Linked DNA regions of Pan troglodytes: region 2 is linked to region 1. The links are chromatin contacts, called in public Hi-C maps. All regions are on one chromosome and are shown on one strand. The core of a region is the stretch at or near the end of the contact, and the rest is flanking DNA. Distances in the headings are between cores, read along the strand shown.

What was found. A called contact is a pair of places that touch in the nucleus more often than the background predicts.
Region 2: a Hi-C map of stem cell-derived neural progenitor cells shows a contact between it and region 1, with 4 times the contacts expected there. The contact joins the promoter of MARCHF7 here to the enhancer-like site in region 1. A contact is called at or near these places in 1 of 7 Hi-C or Micro-C datasets (stem cell-derived neural progenitor cells) and 1 of 1 datasets of contacts at active chromatin or transcription factors (stem cell-derived excitatory neurons).

What each region holds. Positions count from the first base shown.
Region 1 is chr13:61,169,146-61,173,554 of NHGRI_mPanTro3-v2.0_pri, forward strand. TANC1 (tetratricopeptide repeat, ankyrin repeat and coiled-coil containing 1) reads left to right here. Exons shown (of 29, transcript XR_010150111.1): 6 at 1,755-1,859. Among named protein-coding and RNA genes, the nearest start is that of WDSUB1, 150 kb to the right of the region's middle. Within about 2 kb of position 1,751, at least 5 of the 24 cell types and tissues checked have an H3K27ac peak or open chromatin away from gene starts, as enhancers often do. A contact at or near this core is called in stem cell-derived neural progenitor cells, where this site is marked.
Region 2 is chr13:61,760,719-61,764,877 of NHGRI_mPanTro3-v2.0_pri, forward strand. MARCHF7 (membrane associated ring-CH-type finger 7) reads left to right here and starts at 1,727. Exons shown (of 10, transcript NM_001280320.1): 1 at 1,727-1,844. BAZ2B (bromodomain adjacent to zinc finger domain 2B) reads right to left here and starts at 1,675. Exons shown (of 40, transcript NM_001428164.1): 1 at 1,552-1,675; 2 at 1-122.

The sequences.
Region 1 (4,409 bases), core at 501-3,000:
CACCTCAGCCTCCTGAGTAGCTTGGACTTCAGGCACACATCACTGCACCCAGCTAACTTTGTTTATTTTTATTTATTTATTTTTTGAGACGGAGTCTTGCTCTGTCGCCCAGGCTAGAGTGCAGTGGCGTGATCTCAGCTCACTGCAGACTCCACCTCCTGGGTTCAAGCGATTCTCCTGCCTCAGCCTCCTGAGTAGCTGAGATTACAGGCACCCACTACCGCGCCTGGCTAATTTTTGTATTTTTTTTAGTTGAGATGGGGTTTCACCATCTTGGCCAGGCTGGTCTCGAACTCCTGACCTCATGATCCACCCGCCTCGGCCTCCCAATGTGCTGGGATTACAGGCATGAGCCACCGTGCCTGGCCTCTTTGTTATTATTTTTGTATAGAGACCAGGTCTTCACTGTGTTGCCCAGGCTTGTCTCAAACTCCTGGGCTCAAGTGATCCTTCTGTGTTGGCCTAAGTGCAAGAATTACAGGTGTGAGCCACCGCGCCTAGCCTTTTAATTTTTTTTAAGCAGTTTTGTTTAGGTATAATACACATCCATACAGTTCACCCATTTAAAGCATACAATAGACTAATTTTAAATATATTCATAGAGTTGTACAACCATCCCTACAACCTAATTTTAGAACATCTGGTCACCCTAGAAAGAAGTCACATATCCCTTACCATTACCCCACAGGCCTGCATAGCCTGCATAACCCCCAGCCCCTGGCAACCATTTATACTTTCTGAAAGATTTGGCTATTCTGGGCATGACATATGAATGGAATCATGTAGATCCTTTGTGACTGGCTTCTTTCACTTAGCAGAATGTTTTCAAGCTTCATCCATGTTGTAGCATGAATCGATACTTCATTCCTTTCTACTGCCCAATAATATTCCATTGTGTGGGCAAAGAACATTTTGTTGTTGTCATTTGACATACCTTTAGCTAGTACAAATGGCGTTACTATGAGCATTTGTGTACAAGTTTTTGTGTGAACATATATTCCCATAGGAGTAGAACTGCAGGACCATGTAGTAACTCTGCACTTAACCTTTTGAACGACTGCCAAACTGTTTTCCAAAACGGCTGCATCATTGTATGTGAGGGTTCCGTCCAGTCTTACGAAGAATTCCGGATTTTCTGATAATAAGCAGGGGCTGTGGGAACAGGAGGTAGGAGATAAGCCTGTTGGTCTCTCCTATGTCTGACCCGCTTGCTGGCTGCTGTGCCCCGCACAGTTACTGTGCGTCACCAGCCAGATAAGATGCCTGCGTTCTTGTGGCTGGTGCGCAGACTGTGTTGCTGTTACAGGCCGGCTGTTTGTAATCCTTGCCCCCTGACTTTAGAGATACCAAGCTACCAAATCATCTTTGTCCCATCCTTGTCCTAGTTAGAGGAAAATCAAACCCTTCATCACAAAGCAGTCCAGGTTTGAACATGTCAAAATCACCCACTTGACCAGTGAAGACAGCTGTAGCGACTTCACAGCAAGAGAGCAGCTTTTGTTTTTGTTAGGGTTTACATTCTCAAATCTGAGCTTACTCTTTTCTTCTTTGGCAGGCCAGACTGGACGTTCCCTCGTCTGTACTGAAATTGTGTGTGTGTGTGTGTGTGTGTGTGCGCGCGTGTTTAAGGGAGGGGAAGGCACTGGCTCTTCCTCTAGGCATATTTGGGTCCTGGTAAGGACACACACTGTACATTCCAAGGCTTTGTTTTCATCTGGAAAAAATTAGCCACACTCAGATCTTTCCCACTACAGGTCCCGTCAGGAAGCCCAAGTATGTGGAAAGCCCCAGAGTGCCTGGAGATGCAGTTATAATGCCATTCAGAGAAGTATCCAAGCCAACAGAGCCTGATGAGCATGGTAAGAATGTTTTCAGTGATTTCCTTCCCCCTCTACCAAAGATTTTATACAATGACACTTCATTTCTGAATGAAACTTGAGTGTCCTTGCAGTACTGCTTTGCTGAGAATGTATTTGGGAGGTATTTTCCCCTCCAGCAGTTACAGAGATCTGTTTGGCTAACGGAAATTCTTGGAAATTGTATACCTGGCGTATAAATAGTTAAGTGGGTACATATGCATTATTTAAGGATTGAGTCCTATTTCCTCTGAATTTTGACCTACCAGATCTTGGAGGATAGGAAGCGTCACCCAATAGATTGCTTCCAAGATTTTGTTTTGTTTTTAATATTCTACTGCTTGAGAAAATTCAACAACAGGCTTTGGCTGAAAAGCTGAAACCTTAACTGGACAAAGCATGTAATTGCTAGCTTTAAAAAAAGCATTTGATGTCTTTTGAAGGCTGCTTTTTTTAACATCTGAAGTTTTTCTTTAGGGGCTGTTGAAGTAGGAGCAAAAAAAAAAAAAAAACAAATTGATGGAAATATTTTTAAAGACATTTTATATGTATATATATTTTATACCTGGAAATATGTGTGACATTACAAATTTGCAGCGTTTAACAGATATATTCATAGTTGTTTATTTTAAAAAATCAATTCAAGAATTTTCCTGTTTGTTCCTTTCTGGGGAGTCCCCAACTCACATCTCTCTTGCCTTTAATTTGGGTGTTTTGAATTTCCACCCTGTTTTTCTGCAGAAACATGGGACTAGGAATCTTGCTGTATGTAAAGGGGCTTGCTTTATCCTCAGTGTGGACAAAAGTTTATGTAGCAATGCTGAAAGAGAACTCAACCATATTTTTACTTTGGCATATCTGGCACCTTCCTCTGCCTAATTGTGGGTGGTGGGAGATACACACCCTTTATGTCCTAACCTGTGTGTGCCTTTTGTGTTGCTGATGCTGTATGGCAGGGAGTGGGTAATAAGTAGGACATGGGAAGACAATATACTGGAGTGGTGGTAAAAATACAGCTAAAAATGAGCTGTGAGGAAGGATCAGCAAAAGCTGAAAACTGGGAAGGGAAGGGGAGTTTGGGACATGGGGAAAAGATGGGGCCAGGCACTGGGCACTCTGGGCAGGCAAGAGGTGCTATTGCAGGTGTCTTGGCATGAGAAATGCCACCCTTTTCCTTTCTGTCCAGGCACTCATTGTGTGGTTGAGGGAAGAAGTTTTGAGCTGAGGATTTGTGCACACCGAATGTTGCTGGTGAAGGTGGAGATTCCACTGTGGTGTCTGGTTAGGATAGCCAACTGCTGGTACATGAGGCCTCTCTTGATTGTGCGTTCACGTGGGCAGGCAGTCTGTTCTCTCTCTCCTCGGTGTCCTGAAAGGAAAGTAAAATCTCTCTCTCTGTAGTGAATATCAGTCATCAAATGTCTAAGCTGTCTGCCTGGCTCAGATTAAGCCTGCTACCTACCTCTTCCCTTCTTCCCCACCCACCAAAGCCTTTGTAGCCCTGGTCAATTATGCCCCTGGCATTTTGGCTGGCCTAGGCTCATTATGTAACCTCTTCCTCCCTGGCTGGGAGTATCGTTAAGGTTGTGTACAGGGATTGGGACCTCCTCCTCCTGGTGTGGGAGTGGGGGTAGAAAATTTGGATTTTTATTAGGCAATGAAAGGTTATAAATAGTTCCTATTGTTAACTTTTCTCCCTTGCTCAAAGCAGAATTGGCCACCTTTCTTGACGAATGGAAGTGTTCTTATGCTTGGCTGTGGGCTGAGCTAAATTTCAAATGCAGCAATTGGTCTTGCGGAGTAGCCTGAAGTTTGCATGTGTGCTCACTCGTGAGACCTGAGCTTTCTGATTCGGCATCTTTAGTCTCCATGGGGACCAAAGTTATGAGATCTATGGGCTACAAATACAGGACCAGACATTTCGGTTTCGCCTGAAATTAAGAAGCAGGGTATGTTTTCATTTTTGTTAAGTGTCTCGGGAGCAGGTGTAGTTCACGTCTGTGGGTGCATGGTCTTGCCTGAAGATAGCCATGATGTTGGTGGATGCCGCAGCAGGGTGAGCTTTCTCTTGGTTGATGAGGAGAGGTGGCTGCCTAACAAAGTCGAACAGGACAATTAGTATAGAATGGTATGTTTTGTAATCCCCATGGAGTCCCTTAAATTTCAATGGGGTTAATTAAGTCTGCCCTGTCAAAGTGTAAATTTTATCCAGATCACTGAACCCAAAGGAAATGATAGAGCCAACTAAAACTAATTGAGTTTGAGTGTTAACCCAGGTGTGTACAGATACATGATGGGCAAACCCTCATTTTTAGGGTTTAATATCAGCATCATCACTTAAGCTTTACTTTAAAACGTGGTCTTCTGTTATCTATATTTCCTTTGGACATTCTTGTTTAAGTTTCTAAGACGCTTTTCTGGGTGCTGTCAATAATAGCATGCCAGTATTCACCAGACTAACAGACTCCACTGAAAACAGCTCTTTGTGAAGTGCTTTTGAAATTTCCCATGGACTCGTGAAATAGCAGGTTATTCCTAAATGCTCGAAATACT
Region 2 (4,159 bases), core at 477-2,976, 590 kb after region 1:
GCATCCTTGCCAGGTTTGGGAGTTCTGTAGAGTAGTTACCACTGCCAGGTCTGACTGCCATAGCTCAGGAAAAGGGTGCAGTCATTTCTCTTAGCATAATCTTGAGAAGATGTCTAAGAGACCTATGTAATATTAAGTCACAGAAAGAAACAATATTATTGGTGGTTTAGACATGGAATGTAATAGCTAACAATTACGGAATGCTTACTTGTTTCAGGAACTGACGCGTTATCTCATCTAAACAACGCTACAGGGCATGAGTACTGTTATTAACCCCGTTTTACAGGAAACCTAGGTTTAGCAAGGTTAAGGAATTGCTTGAGATAACAAAAGTAGTAAGAGGCAGGGGTGGAATTTGAAGCCATATAGTCTGGTTCTTCAGGGTGTATACATCCGTGTATCTATAACCACAATGCTGCAGGGGCACTCGAACAGGCTGGAAAAGAATTATTTTTCTTTAAAGGGCAAATTAATTTCCTCAAAAGTAATCTCTGTTCACTTTATCCCATACCAGATGCTTATTTTCATTTCATATCCTAAAAGTTAGATTGGCACTTACATGCCAACTTAAAATACCTTTAAGTCTTTAAAATTTATAGTATTTTAGAATTTATCATAGTGAAACATGTACAGTCTGTTAGTCCCCAAGACAATAAAATAAGGATGATAGTGACTGATACTCCATTCCCTTCCGATGTAATGACAAACACGTAGAAACACTGTGTTTCACTTATTGGAATTATTTGGATCCAAAGGATTGCTTTTAATACCTTAACAAAATAGGTCATTAAAAAAAATCAAGTGCCTTTCAGTATTTTTCCAAGTTTCAATAACTGATCTTTTCCATTAAAAAACTTTTGATTCATTATTCCAAATCAACATATCATCTAAATATTTCCACATAGTTAGATGTAGCTTTTCCCTAACCTACTCCCTTTTATTTATTAGTACTCATTTACATCTTAGTTTGCCACATTTACAGTTCTTTGAAAGTTTCATCTAATATTCACCAGACCATTCACCTCACAATTTTCCTCCCTCTTTCTAAATAGGTGAATTTGTTTACTGCAAAATCGATGGCTACGCTATTAAAGGTTACTATCACGATTTTAAAAGACATGATCACCATCATTTACCAAGATTCTTACCACAAGGAAATGATCACAATGTTGGACAAACAGGCTCCAACTCTTAAGGGAAAGGGCTTGCAGTTAGATCACACAGGGCGGGCAGGGAAGCAAGCGGGGAGGGGTAGGTCGGAAAAGGCAGTGCTTGATTCAATTCAACATTCACTGCGCCACTTACCAAGAGCCAGAAAAAGAAAAAAAAAAAAAAAAAAAAAAAAAAGCCAACCAGCTGGGCGTTATTTCGAGCACGGGGCCCTGCAGGTGGGCCTGTGGGCGGGGACCCGGAGCCCGGGAGGGAAGGGGCTGGCTCAGAGACTATAGACGGGCGGGGACCGCCACCCCGGGCCGGGCCTCCAGCGCCCGGCGCCCGCACACTCGCCAGCCCAGCTGCCGGCACGCCGGCCAGCCAGCCGCTGCCGCTTACCAGTGGCGCCTCGCTGACTCCCCGGGGGCAGCTCTTCAACGGTTCCCGCAGTCAGAGCACCACCCCGCGGTGGGGTACCTCCAGCCCGTCCGCAGCTCTCGGTCCCCGCCGCGCCGCCACTCTCGCGAGAAGCCAGGAAGTCCGCGAAGTGGGGGGAGGAGTAGCAGGGAGGGGCACTTAACGGTGGTGGCTGGTTCTGCGCCGGATCCGGGAGAGGGGCGGGCGCCATTGTGCTTCGCTGCCGACTGCATTTCCTCAGTCACGGGCCTAGAACTCCAAGGAGAAAGGCGGCGGTGCGTGTTGCTGCGAGTGGGACGCGCACTGGTCAGTGCCGGCTCAGGAGCCGGGGTAATGAGCTGCGGAGCTAGTTCTTCTCCGTCTTGGGAGCTAGTTCGGGACCAGGCCGCGAGTGGGGGAGGGGAGGAAACGAAGAGGCCTGGGGCCGCGGAGGCCGCTTCCTCTCAGGATGAGGTGGAGAAGCTTGGTCCGGGGCCACCGGGGCCAAGGGGCCACAGCGCAGGCCTCCCTTGCCAGGGGCCTTTTGTCGGGTGGTGGAGTTTGTGGCGGGTGCAGGGGACAGATTGTGTGTCTTCCTCAGGGACGTGTGGCGGGTGACGGGAAGAGGCCTGAGCCCTCCTTTGGCGCGGGGCGGCCTCCTCTTGGGCCGTGGGGCGGGGGGTCTTCGGAGCCCTGCGGGCCGCGGGTGTCGCGCGTGAGCTCGCCGGTGAGCGCGGGGCAAAGGCGGGCAGGGCTCCGGCTCGGCCAGCCCGGCCTCGAGTCGAAGTGACTTCGGTAGCCCCTTAGATTCGGCCAAGATTGTCTTATTGGTAACGTCAGTTTTTGAATATCGTGACGCCCTGAGAGTTATTTTTGTGTTGTGGTGAATTGTGGGTTCTGCAACTCGAAGTAGGTGATTGTATTAAAAATGGACCTGTTGGCCTAAGAAGTAAAAATATGGAAGGCGCCGGGAGTAGGAAACTCCCTCATTTTGGTGAAACTGCGTATTGAAGATGAGTGTGTCCACCCCCTCACCCCAAAATGCTGCACTTAATACTTTTTCTCAAGTACCAAAGTAAATATATTGGGAAAGTCTCTATCTGGGTAATAAATTCGTCACGACTGAAGTTGTTTGTTACTATTAGTTAAATGTGTGAAAACTGAATTTGGCGAGGTTTTTTCCCCCATTTTGTAGGATTGATTAGCTGTTTTTCTGATTACATGTTATTTTAAATCTCCACCTTTCTGTCCAGAACCAAGATGTAGGATTAAAGATGAATTTTCGATTTAAAAATCCAATAGTGTACAGTTATTAAGAAGGCACACACGTAGTGTAACTAGATCTTTTACTTGAGGTAGCAAAAAGTTTGTTTGAGAAATGAGGTCAGTATAATATTTTTATTTAACAGCTCTACAGCATTTTGGGAGACAGGACTGGTGCATGAGGCAGTAGCATCAGACTCAGAAGACCTGGGTTTGAGTCTTGATTTTTGCCATAGTTATTTAAGTTCACGAGATTGTCTCAGAAACATGGCAGTTAATTTCTAGAGAGGATTAAATTTGCTGAGGTGGTGTGTGAAGCAGTCACTGGGGGACATAATACTAGTCTTGGTTTTTTTCCAAGTTTAATGCTGGGTCAGGTGTCTTGAATTAAGAATTCCTACTTATTCAAGTACAAATGATTTCTTTTTTCTGCCACCTGGAAGAGGGCTATTTTCCCAGATAAAGCACGAGGATGCCCAGGTTATGTTCTACATGAAGGTGTCAGGTAACGAACTTGGACACAAAAGTCATCCATGACTCTCATGTAGCCAATTTTTAGTCCGCTCCATACCCACCTTACACAACTCTTTTATCTGCTCTATGTTCAAGAATCGTCTACATTTTGACATTTTATTGTAGGAAAATAATTTTATAATGCAAAATCTGTCAAATATCTTAAAACTTTTTTAGATAATTTGTAATTTGTTGTAGTCAAATTACAAATTATGGAGAGCTTCACATTACAAGAATGAGCTTGACATGGTATCTGCCCTCCACAACTCACTGTTTAGTCATCAGACTAATGTATAAACAACTATTATTATCTTAATATGACTGTACAGTGGTTCTGTGGGAGCATAGGGGAGGGGTGCTTAATCTTGGAAATTTTACAGGATTTATTTATTTATTGCCTGAACTAAGATGTGAAGGCTCACTAGGACTTTGATAAAGAAACTGCAAAGTCATGGTATTATGGTTTGTTTTAGGAATTCATGATTTGTTCCTGTAGCTGAAACATACATTGAATGGTAAGTTAGAGCCCGACATAAAAGACTTTCTGTACTGTACTAGAAAATTAGTGTCTGCGTGTGGTGGCTCACTCCTGTAATCCCGTCACTTTGGGAGGCCAAGGTGGGAGGATCGCTTAAGGCTGGGAGTTCAGCCAGGCCACAAAGACCCCATCTCTACGGGCATGGTGGTGCGGGTGTAGTGGTGCGCACTGCTACTACTAGCTACTTGGGCTGCTGAGGCAGGACGATCATTTGAGCTCACGAGTTGCAGAGACTGCAGTGAGGTATGATAGAGCTCCACTGCACTCCAGCCTGCACCACAGAGTGAGACCCTGTCT